Linked DNA regions of Sus scrofa: all the other regions are linked to region 2. A link is a contact called in public Hi-C and promoter capture Hi-C data. All regions are on one chromosome and are shown on one strand. The core of a region is the stretch at or near the end of the contact, and the rest is flanking DNA. Distances in the headings are between cores, read along the strand shown. Region 1 holds the start of NUDCD3 (nudC domain-containing protein 3). Region 2 holds the start of PPIA (peptidylprolyl isomerase A). Region 3 holds the start of NPC1L1 (Niemann-Pick C1-like protein 1). Region 4 holds the start of DDX56 (DEAD-box helicase 56).

Region 1 (2,700 bases), core at 194-2,693, 190 kb before region 2:
GAAAGCAGCACCTGACCAACCTGAAGCTGTGGAACATTCAAAATCACTTTACAAACTGTAAAGTGCTAGAGAAGACATCACCGCCATGTCTACCATCTCAGGTTCCCACCAACAAGCTCAATGCTTGCCTGAGCAGCTGCTTTCAATCCCATCAAAGTCCCGCCTCCCCTACTAAATTTTTCATTTTCAAACCGTCATTTCTGCTCCTTCCCTTCTCATGGACTCTGTCACATAACTGGCCTTGCATAGTTCTTGGTCACTTGTGTTTTATCTCATTAACTATAGCATCAGTAGCCCAAGGAGAAAGACGAGTATTTAACCAACCACATTACCAGTGCACCACCAACGCCTGTGGCAGCTGAGAGTATAAATACAATCCGCACATAAATTCTTGTTTATTACATTCGCGTACCCAGTCAACTTCAGGGAACAAGTATTACCAGCCCCTCGAACATACGATCGATTTAACCTGGGATATACTCAAACGTAAACTTATTAACTACTACCATGACTGTCTTTGACCTGAGAAATCACATTCCAAACAAGCGGACAACACCCATCAATAACCACAGTCTCCGCTCCACCTCTACTCTTCCATGGTAGGGTGTGCAGGTCTCTGTGCTACCGCCGCCTTCCCGCGTCCAGCCTGCACTGTTTTTATTTCCTAACTGGCAGGCCCTGGCACATCGAAAGATTACGCGCTGCAGGAGACACCGGGACCCTGAGCATCTACTGCTTCTGATGCCCAAGTGCACCCAGTGTCAGACCAGGCTACTCGAGCGCTAGCCCCTCTCCCGCAGGAGTAATCTGATATTCCATCCGCCTCCCGGGTGAAGCCGCGGCCCAAGGAGGCGGGTCCGAGCGCCAGAGGATGAACGGAGGCCGGGAGCGCAGAGAGCGGCGGCTCGCGGGGCTCTTCGGCTCCCGCGGGGTTCAAGAGCCACGGGGACTCGGCTGGCGGGAGGGGGGGACGGGCTGGCGGGCGGCGGGGGCGGGCTGCCACGGCTCCCCCAACCCCACCCGGAGCCGCCTGCCCGCCGCGCGTTACCTGCAGCACCAGCGCCTGCGCGGCCCCCGGCGGGAAGCCCATGCGGTCCGACGGGTGGCGCAGCAGGCGATAGAAGTCCGTCTTGCGATAAAGGAAGCCGAAGAGCACGCGCAGAAAGTCCTGGACGTTGCCCACGTGCTGCAGGATGCCCAGCAGGGCCTGGTCGTATAGCTCGGCCGCCCCGGGCTCCATGGCGTCGCCGGCCGGAGGGACGCTCACTCACTGCGGGCGCGGCCCGGACGCCGGCCTACGGCCACTTCCGGTGCCCTGCGGTAACGGCTCCGGCTGCCAGCGCGCCCGTGAAACTTCCGGTCCGCGCTGGTTCGCCCCCCGCCCCCCCGCCCGTGGGGCTGAGCCCGGCTGCGCCGGAGGGACTTGCCGCAGGCCCCGCCCCCAGGGCGCCGTGGCGGCCTGGGGCTGTCGCCGAGGGGCCGCTGTGCGCCGCGAAGCGCAGGAGAGCCTGGGGCGGCCGAGCTGCGGGCGCCTAGCGGCCATGTTGGCAACGGGCGGAAGAGGTGTAGTGTGGGCAGTGTCACCTGATCCTCGGCATTGTCACCTGGTCTGCGGGCCCGTTCCCGACTGGGTGTCCCGAGCCCCAGGTTACGGGCGGGACCACACGAGCCGAGAGCCTTTTGCTGGCGCGTCAGAAGAGGAAAATGCCAGCGTGCGGGTGGTATGTGCCCTGTTAATGACAGAGCCGTGGGTGAAATGCGTTGTGATGTGCCTAAATCAAAAGAATGTAAAGTGAGTGCATTCGCGCATATTAAATGGAAAGAGCAAGGTGCAGAATCATCTGGTGTGCCCTCCTGTGAAATACACCTATATGTACATGTGTGTGTGGTATGTCCCTGTGTATGCATAGTATACGTACGCACAGCATGTATATGTATCCTAGGTGTGTGTCAAAGCATAATCTTAAAACAGAAAACATAACCCTCGGACAAATACATAATGAACACATGTCAAAAATTTATACAGTTTAACTGAGTAACCAGTGTTTGGAGAAGCTTTTGGAGAAACTGGGTATTTATAAACATTTTGAAAAAAACAGTAAGATTGCCAGGTTGGATACAAAGCTGGCTGGTGTCCTACAAAATGATGTGGATTATCTTTTCTAGTGGATAGAGATGACTTGCATCTCTGCTGGCCTGAAATCTGCAAGTTAACACATATCTTCATAGTGTATGGGCTCTAATGAATTGTAAATAGTCAAGCTCGGATAAATTGTCCTAGAGCAGTGGTTCTGAAACTTTTCGAACATAGGACCCATTTACACTCTTAAAATTTGTTGAAGGAGTTTCCTTTGTGGTGCAGCGGGTTAAGGATCCTGAGTTGTCGCTGGAGTTGCTGCTGTGTCAAGGGTTTGATCCCTGACCCAGGAACTTCCACATGCTGAAAGCAGCCAAAAAAAAAAAAAAAAAAAAAAAAAAAAAAAAAAAAAAATTATTGAAGACTCTAAAGAGTCTTCAGGGAGTTCCTTTTATGGCCTGTTTATGCAGTGGAAACGAATCCAACTAGTATCCATCAATCCCTGGCCTCGCTCAGTGGGTCAGGGATCCGGTGTTGCCATGAGCTGTGGTATAGGTCACAGATGCCGCTCGGATCCTGCATTGCTGTGGCTGTGGTGTAGGTCAGCAGCTGCAGCTCCAATT
Region 2 (2,700 bases), core at 157-2,656:
GAGCTCCCATTGTGGCTCAATGGAAACGAATCTGACTAAAAACCATGAGGTTGCGGGTTCGATCCCTGCCCTTGCTCAGTGGGTTAAGGAGCTGGCATTGCCATGAGCTGTGAGCTGTGGTGTAGGTTGCAGACATGGCTCCGATCTGGCGTTGCTGTGGCTGTGGTGAAAGCCAGCAGCTGTAGCTCGGATTAGATCCCTAGCCTGGGAACCTCCACATGCTGCGGGAGCAGCCCTAAAAAGCAAAAAAAAAAAAAAAAACCTAAAAAACAAAAACAAACCCACCAACCTCTGATTTGCTTCTCACAACCCTATCCTGGTTTTGCAGATGAAGAACCTGAGGTTTTTTGTTTTTTTTATTACTGAAATGAATTTATCACATCTGTAGTTGTGTAACGATCATAACAATCCAATTTCACAGGATTTCCATCCCCCGAAGAACCTGAGTTTTACAGATACTAAATAACATTCTGAATACTTCGACCAAGTGTCAGAGGATACATAAATTTTCTTTTCAAGGTTTTCTGAACAAATGACTAGGGTCACATAAGGGCACTTAGTACTAGCAATAAAACTATCATTAATTTATTAGCCTAAGGGAATTCACTTTTAAATGGTTGCTTTGTCTTTCACCCAGAAGGCAGAGCAAAATTCTGCTTTTGAAAGAGGGTGTGGGGCAGAGATTTTAAAAGTTTTAAAAAGACGGCAAAAGTGTGCAGCATGTCTTTATAGGTTAAGAGTCCGCCAGGCTCGTGCTTTAACGTCTTCCTCCTGGAGAAAATTCAGAGTGTGCAGGGTATTTTCGGAAAGTAGGGCATTTTGGAAGCATTTCATAATCTCTTAGACTGGGGGGGGGGGCGACGGCTGCCCCTCATCCTCAACTGCAGTAAGAAAAAGGTGATGCCCGATGCCCAAAGCCACCTGGCCTCCCAGAGAGGCGCGGGCCCTGGACCCCGAGCGACCTTGGCCGATAGCGCGACCTTGAGGCCTGCGTTCGCCTCAGTTACCCCCTCTGAGCAATGGGGTGAGGTCTTGTCCGCCGGGCCGGGGGTATGCGCCCCCCTCAGGTGCCCACCGACTCTCCATGGCGCTCACCACGCCCTGTCCGGGTGTCCATTCCGGTCGCTGGCACCAGACCCCACGCCGCAGCGCGGAGAAGGAGCCCGCGGGCGGGAACCTGCCTGCATCCTCCAGCGCGCACGCGCGTCTCCCGTCCCGCCTCTCCGGCGCCATCTTCACCCATAGGCCAGCCGCGCCATCACTCCGACTAGACCTGGGTCACGATTGGCCAGCGACAAGGCACGCGACCGGCCGTGGGCGGGGCCCAGACCGGCTATAAAAGAGCCGGCGGCGGGGCTCGTGCTGCCTTGCAGACGCCGCCGCCCCGGATCTCTCAGTGCTGCTCAGCCATGGTTAACCCCACCGTCTTCTTCGACATCGCCGTCGATGGCGAGCCCTTGGGCCGCGTCTCCTTCGAGGTTGGGGCGGGCGGCAGTGCGCCTGGTGGGCCCCGGCGGGGGGTGGGGGGCGACCGGGGGTCCGGGTGCTGGCACCCCGCTTGAGGAACGCGGGCGGCGCGTCGCCATTTCCTGACGAGGGGCCATTTTGGGAGGCCGGGGGCGGCGGGCAGACAAAGGCGGGGCGGGCGGGGGAGGGGCGGCCGCGCCCTTCCGGCCGCGCACGTGCTCGGGCCGCGAGCAGTTGGCCGCCGCGCGGGTCCGCGGGCCCCCGAGGGTCAGCAACGCCCCAAACGGAAGGCGGGTCCCGGCCCCAGGCAGCTGCGACCCTCCTGGGGCGGCCCTCGAGGGCTCGGAGGCCGGTCGCCTCGCGCCGACGCGGCAGCCGCAACAGAAGGCTGCCGTTCCCGCGCCGGGGCCGGTGGTGGCGGCCCGCCCTCCCGTGACCCCGGAGGAGCGGCTGCTCATTAGGGCTGGCGGGGTCAGCCGAGTGGAGGGCTTCCCCGCTGTCGTAAGATCGCGAGGTGGGTGTCGGAGAAGGGCCCACGCGCCCTCCCCGCCCCCACCCCGAACGGAAATGTGCAGGCCGCCTTCCCTCCGCTGGCGCCGGGGCCCGCCTTCCGCTGCGGTGACGGTGGGTGGGAGGCGCCCGGCCACTCCCGGCTGTCCCCACGCAGGGCTAGTCGAGACTGGCTGCTCGGTAGGCCTCCCCGATGCTGGGAGTTCTCGTGTGTAGTCACGGGATGGCAGCCAAGTCGATGTGCTCACGAGTCGGTAAATGCTGTTCTGTTGGAGTTAACGTGGTAGGCCTTGGGGTGGAGCCGTCAGAGATTCCATCCCTGGGACCACTTTTCAAAAAGCCGCCAATGATGAGGATCTTACTCCGAGAACAGATGTATCCCCCACCGCCACCCCATGCAGGGGGTTTCCTATCTTGTCAACCCCTAAACTCTTCCTGGAGAAAACGTTGCGTCCTAGTCAATCTGTCCCTCCCTCTTACTGTAGTCAAGGCTAAGAATTGATAGGGCCCACGTGGAAACTTGCCCTGAGATAAATACTCCGTGGAGAAATACGTCCAATCGAGCACACCCCGCTTTATCCGGTCAGCTGATAGTTGACCAGAGGCCACGTGGAAACTCGGCCCGAGCCTGAGGCTTTGTGGCTTGTCTCAGGTGAGCCAGAGCGCTAAGGGAAATGCGATAGGAGCTCTGGCGTGGGTTCTGGTGAGAATGGAGGTGGAACT
Region 3 (2,700 bases), core at 131-2,630, 160 kb before region 2:
AGGAGGGCCAGGTGGTCACCCGTGACATGGCGGGCAGGCGAGTTGTCCAGGCAGGACACGTTGGAGAGTGAAGCCAGGCTTCCAGACAGCTCTGGGTTGCTCCCACACTCATCGTAGAAAGCGCAGACGCCAGGCTGGTGTATGGGCGTGTACAGCTCACTCTGGACCTGTGGAACAGAGCAGTGCCACTATGGGCCCCCGGGCCACCCTCTCCAGGTAACTGATGAGCAGCAGGCAGTCAGGGAGGGGTGGGGAAGAACTCGGAGCGGGGGTGAGAGAGGCATGGATGCTGGGCAGCTCCCCAATGCCAGGGAGAGCACAGCAGGAGGTGGGGTGCTGAAGCAGCATGTGGGGCTCCTGGCGGTGTCTGATGGGTACAGCCAGGCCTTCGTCCCGAGTGACAGCGTCACCAACAAGAGAGGGGACTCGAGAGATTTGCATTTCACAAGGTCACACCAAAAGGTGAGGGGACGAGTGAAGAGAGTCACCCAGGATACCCCTGGAGGCCACTGCAGGGTCCTGCTGAAAAACAACGACCCCTGACGGGTTGGGGGCTGACTCTAAGAAGCCGAGAGGATGCAGGCCCTGTGCTCACGGGGCACCACTGCCATTGCAGTCAGCCGCCACTGTGCCCAAGCTGCAGGCCACACCCAGAGGCCAGTTTCCCCTGCCCTCACCTGCTGGGGACTGAAAGCCGTCACCCACCTCCCCAGACATGCCAATGAACAAGACACTTGAGAGGCAAGCGGCCCCCCAGCCCTCCTCCCAACCCTAGATGCTAAATTCTCAAGAGGTGATTCTCCCCTTGAACCCGCGCCCTCAGCACCACGGCACTGGATCCTCGCTTAAGCTGCCACCGGCCACCTTAGGCCAGGACATCCACAGCAGCCCAGGGATGGGAGGCGCTCAGTCACGCTCAGTCCAGCTGCCCCCTCCCCAACCCTTGTGTCCATCTAACCTCGTGACCTGGAGGCTTGGACAGCTCAGGACCCCTCTGGGAGCCTGGGATCCCTCATCAGTTAGAAACTTGCCCCCCAGAGCCCAGGCCCTCCCTCCCTGTTGCCAAGCAGCCCCCCGCCCGGTGTGACACAGACACTGGGACTCACCAGGTGCTGGAGCAGGGCCCAGAGCAGCCAGCCCTTCAGGCTGGCCTCCACCATCCTGGCACTGGGAAGGGGTCAGAGGGCAAGTGAAGCCTGGCCTTGGGGACAGCCAAGGGCTGGCTCCTGGCAAGGCACGGAGCTCACTTCAGCCGTGCATATGCTAAAACTGAGGGCACAGTGGAAGGCAGCTTCCCTACCATCACCTGACTGGGATGGGGACCAATAGGGCCGGGCCCTGCACCTGCCAGGGCTCCCAGCTGGTTAATAATCCACCTTTGGCCCCACCCTCTCAGATGAGCCTCCCGGGGTCTCCTCTTCACCTTCTTCCCAAAGCAACCAAGGCCAGAGGGCTGAGCCAGCCAGAGACCTGCAGTGAGCTCCCCACGTGACTTCTGCTGCAGGAGGTACCAGGCCCTGGGAGAAGTGGGAGACGTGGTTACACCTGGGCACCACCCCCTCCCCTGAACAACTTCCAGCCTCCGAGCCCCCCACTCTCCCCAGTGCTCTCTTGGGTCCAGGCCAGCTCTGGTTGGGACACACCCTCGCTCTGTCATCCTAGCAACTGTTGTTAATTAATATTAACAACCTGATAACAGAGGGGACAGGTGGGGTGGGGTGACAGTGACAGCAGTTTCCTCCTCTGGGCAGGAAAACTCAGGTCTCATCCAGGTCTGACAGTGCACAGAGACCCCACGCATGAGAGCCACGGCCTCGCTCTTCAGCCCCCTCCCCTCCCACACATCCTTTGCCCAGGTCGGCTGGCAGCCACAGGTGGGCAGCCCCACCCCACCCTACCCCCACCCCCACCCCCCGGGGCCCTGAACTCACCTTCTGCTCCCTCCAGATAGGGATCTCTGAGGCCTCCGTTGGGCTCTCGCTATCACCAGAATGGGCCAGACCTTGGCCCCCAAGTCAAGGCTGAGCTGATAAGGGCAGCCGTCGGGACAATCTGCCGGTGGCCGCCTGCCAGAGGCAGCTGCGGGAAGGAACCTGCAATCTCCCTGGTCCAGTGTTTGTGTCACGGACCCTGCCTGACTCAGAGGGAGCCACCCAACACGTATGGGGAAGACAGAGACGCGAGGAGGGGAACCAGATGCCAAGGGGGGGGGGTGGCAGGGCAGGGGCAGGGGACCCCTAAGCCCTGAATCAGCCACGGTGGAGAGGAGAGCCAATGGCCAGGGCCTGCCTGCACTGACCTCCATCCCGCACCTCCAAGGCCCCGCCCTGGAGACTCAGGAGCAGATGCTGAGCCCCCGGCCCCAACTCGGAGTCTCTGTTTTCTCTCCTGGATGTCCTCCCCCAGAAGCAGACCCCGAGACAAGGATCGCAGTGCCACTCCTTTGTTTGGAAGGTGACCCCTAGCAGGCAGCAGGGATGAGCCGGAGGATGAAAGGGTGCAATCAGAGGGCACAGAAGTCCGGGCTCCTTCTTGGGCAGCTGCAGGCTCACGAGGAACCTCCGAGAGATGGTGGGGAGCCTGCTCCCTAGGGTCCCCTCCAGGAAAGAAGGGCACATGTGATGTTCTCGCCACAACGGCGGCTGAGGACACCACCCACAGCTTCAGCCCCAGGCCGCCCCCGGTGGGCACGGAGCCAGG
Region 4 (2,700 bases), core at 106-2,605, 140 kb before region 2:
TTTTTTTTTTTGCCATTTCTTGGGCCTCTCCCGCGGCATATGGAGGTTCCCAGGCTAGGGGTCTAATCGGAGCTGTAGCTGCCACCCTACGCCAGAGCCACAGCAACGCGGGATCCGAGCCGCGTCTGCAACCTACACCACAGCTCACGGCAACGCCGGATCGTTAACCCACTGAGCAAGGCCAGGGATCGAACCCACAATCTCATGGTTCCTAGTCAGATTCGTTAATCACTGCGCCACGACGGGAACTCCAACACAACAATCTAGTTGTGCTTTTTTTTTTTTTTTTTGTCTTTTTAGAGCCACATCTGTGGCTTATGGAAATTCCCAGGCTAGAGGTCCAACAGGAGCTATACAGCTGCCAGCCGCAGCCGCAGCCTCGGCAACACCAGATCCTAGCTGTGTCTGTGACCTACTCCACAGCTCATGGCAACGATGGATCCTTAACCCACTGAGTGAGGCCTGGGATAGAATCCACTTCCTCATGGATATTAGGTTTGTTACCGCTGAGCCACGACAGGAACTCCCTAGTTGTCCTCTGACCAACCCCCCACCTGCTTCTAGGCACTTCAGAATGTAGACCAGAGGACTCTTCTCCCAGACACTCACCACAAAAAGGATAACTCTCTTTACAGCTACAAAGTTACAAAAAATGTATCCGTTAGGAAACCAGAGTTTCACAATAATCTATAAGTAGGAAGGGAAGAGGTGCCCCCTTTTAAAGTAGGAAAAAGAGAAACCCCATTTACTCAGGATTGTACAAAGAGTGGTGGTCGGAGGGCCTTGACTAGAACCCAAGTGACCTGAATTCCACCCCAGAGCGTTTACAGCAAGAGCACCAGTTTCTTTCAGACCAACCTTCACGTGTAAGAGGCCATAAGGAAACCCGGTACTTGGGAAAGACTTCGGTGGGTGGCGATGGGGGACACAGTCTTCCAAGGGGGCACAACGGAACTCAAACGCCTGCATCTCCCTTCCCGGCCTTTAAAGGCCCCTCCCCCGACTCACCGCCTTCCTGTGGAGCAGCAGCTGCAGCATCGGAATGGCATAAGCAGCGGTCTTCCCTGACCCCGTGCGGGCCCGAGCCAGGAGGTCCTTCCCCTCAAGGGCCAAAGGAATGGCTTTTTCCTGGATCAGCGTGGGTCGCGACCAGCCCAGGTCGGTAACGGCCTAGGAGAGACAAGGGACGGCTCAGGCGGCGCGCTGCCCTGCTGCCACCTCCCCTCCACCTCGGACCGGCTCCTCAGCCCTCCCCAGTACCTGTAGGAGCCGGGGGTCTAGGCCCATGTGTTCAAAACCCAATAGCTCTGGATCCTCCATGCTGCTGTTCTGTAGTGACAGCGCGCATGCGCGACAGGAAGTGCACGCGGGGCCGCGTAGGCGGGTCACAGCAGCAGCCAATCATCTTAAAGGATACGTCACCTCCCGGAAGTATCGGAGCCCCGGCTTCCGATGTTCTGACGGAGGACCGCTGCCGCGGCGGCGGCGCGCAGAACCCGGTGTCTCCGGGGAGAGGGGACGGGCGAGGGGCCAGGGTCGGCTGGGAGCTGTCTGGTCCTCGCTGGTCCGCTGACACTGCCTCCTAAAGGCGTGCTGCGCTGGGATTGCCTGCGGCGGGGGCGGGGCTGCGTGGAGGCGGGTGAGATTCCCTCCTGTGCCCGCCTCCGCCGACCCACAACGGGTCAAACAACCAGCAGGACTGTCCCCCGGTTACATGCTTAGGGCTTTCCCTTCACCTCGAGGTTGGTTTTAACAGCCTCACCCTAGTATTTATTCGGCGTTAGTTATACTTGCATTGACAAATACATCAGTGTTCAAGCGTGCTCGCCTGTGTTCTATTTAAGAACAGGCGTGCGGCGGATGGTAGCTCACCACGTACGAGAAACACTGGTGAGTCCCGCGCCCTTTCTTATGCATCTGGGGAATCTGTCGGATTTGTGTGTAAGCACTAATTTCTCTGCCACTTACGGTGCTCAGGAAAAGTGCACCAACATATGTTTTACAGGGCTGTTTGGCTGTAGCACTGCGGGGAACTTGGGAATCTGAACCGGGGCAACAGCTTTGAGTAGAAAGACACTTGGTGTACCAACACATGATAGAGGCAACCGAGGCTGGCTAAGATTCAGGGTCACAAGCAGTCCAAAGGACAGGCTAGAGCGATTGGACTGTACAAGAATGATGTTTGGGAGAAGGAGATGAGGAAGGTAGGTTGGTCTGGGGTTCCCAAACCTGGCTGCCCCGATGTTGCCTGCACAGCTTGATTAAAAATAAGGATTCGGAGTTCCCATCGTGGCGCAGTGGTTAACGAATCCGACTAGGAACCATGAGGTTGCGGGTTCGGTCCCCAGCGTTGCCGTGAGCTGTGGTGTAGGTTGCAGACTTGGCTCGGATCCCGCGTTGCTGTGGCTCTGGCGTAGGCCGGTGGCTACAGCTCCGATTTGACCCCTAGCCTGGGAAACTCCATATGCCGCAGCCCTAAAAAGACGAAAGACAAAATAAATACATACATACATACATAAAAATAAGGATTCTTGGTCCCCACCAATTGCTGCTGTTAACAAATTCCCATAATCTTGGTGGTTTAATGCAAGTTTATTATCTTTGAGTTCTGTAGGTCAGAAGTTTCATGAGCTCTCACTAGGCTGAAATCACAATGCTGGCGGGGCTCACTGGAGGTTCTAGAAGAATAATTCGGATTTT

The links. Promoter capture Hi-C pulls out the DNA fragments that hold promoters and counts their contacts. A called contact is a pair of places that touch in the nucleus more often than the background predicts.
Region 1: a contact with region 2 is called in a Hi-C map of skeletal muscle, with 4 times the contacts expected there. The contact joins the promoter of NUDCD3 here to the promoter of PPIA in region 2. A contact is called at or near these places in 2 of 47 Hi-C or Micro-C datasets (embryonic fibroblasts and skeletal muscle) and 1 of 2 datasets of contacts at active chromatin or transcription factors (alveolar macrophages).
Region 3: a promoter capture Hi-C map of liver shows a contact between it and region 2, with 3 times the contacts expected there. The contact joins the promoter of NPC1L1 here to the promoter of PPIA in region 2. A contact is called at or near these places in 2 of 5 promoter capture datasets (fetal liver and liver) and 1 of 2 datasets of contacts at active chromatin or transcription factors (skeletal muscle).
Region 4: a contact with region 2 is called in a Hi-C map of liver, with 2.7 times the contacts expected there. The contact joins the promoter of DDX56 here to the promoter of PPIA in region 2. A contact is called at or near these places in 2 of 5 promoter capture datasets (fetal liver and liver), 4 of 47 Hi-C or Micro-C datasets (embryonic fibroblasts, liver and skeletal muscle) and 2 of 2 datasets of contacts at active chromatin or transcription factors (alveolar macrophages and skeletal muscle).

What each region holds. Positions count from the first base shown.
Region 1 is chr18:50,757,812-50,760,511 of Sscrofa11.1, reverse strand. NUDCD3 (nudC domain-containing protein 3) reads right to left here and starts at 1,443. Exons shown (of 6, transcript XM_003134880.6): 1 at 1,049-1,443. The coding sequence starts at 1,240.
Region 2 is chr18:50,565,523-50,568,222 of Sscrofa11.1, reverse strand. PPIA (peptidylprolyl isomerase A) reads left to right here and starts at 1,406. Exons shown (of 5, transcript NM_214353.1): 1 at 1,406-1,478. The coding sequence starts at 1,410.
Region 3 is chr18:50,725,534-50,728,233 of Sscrofa11.1, reverse strand. NPC1L1 (Niemann-Pick C1-like protein 1) reads right to left here and starts at 1,380. Exons shown (of 19, transcript XM_005673340.3): 1 at 1,107-1,380; 2 at 1-167. The coding sequence starts at 1,160.
Region 4 is chr18:50,704,268-50,706,967 of Sscrofa11.1, reverse strand. It overlaps DDX56 (DEAD-box helicase 56), which reads right to left and starts at 1,355. Exons shown (of 14, transcript NM_001244543.1): 1 at 1,261-1,355; 2 at 1,009-1,170. The coding sequence starts at 1,320.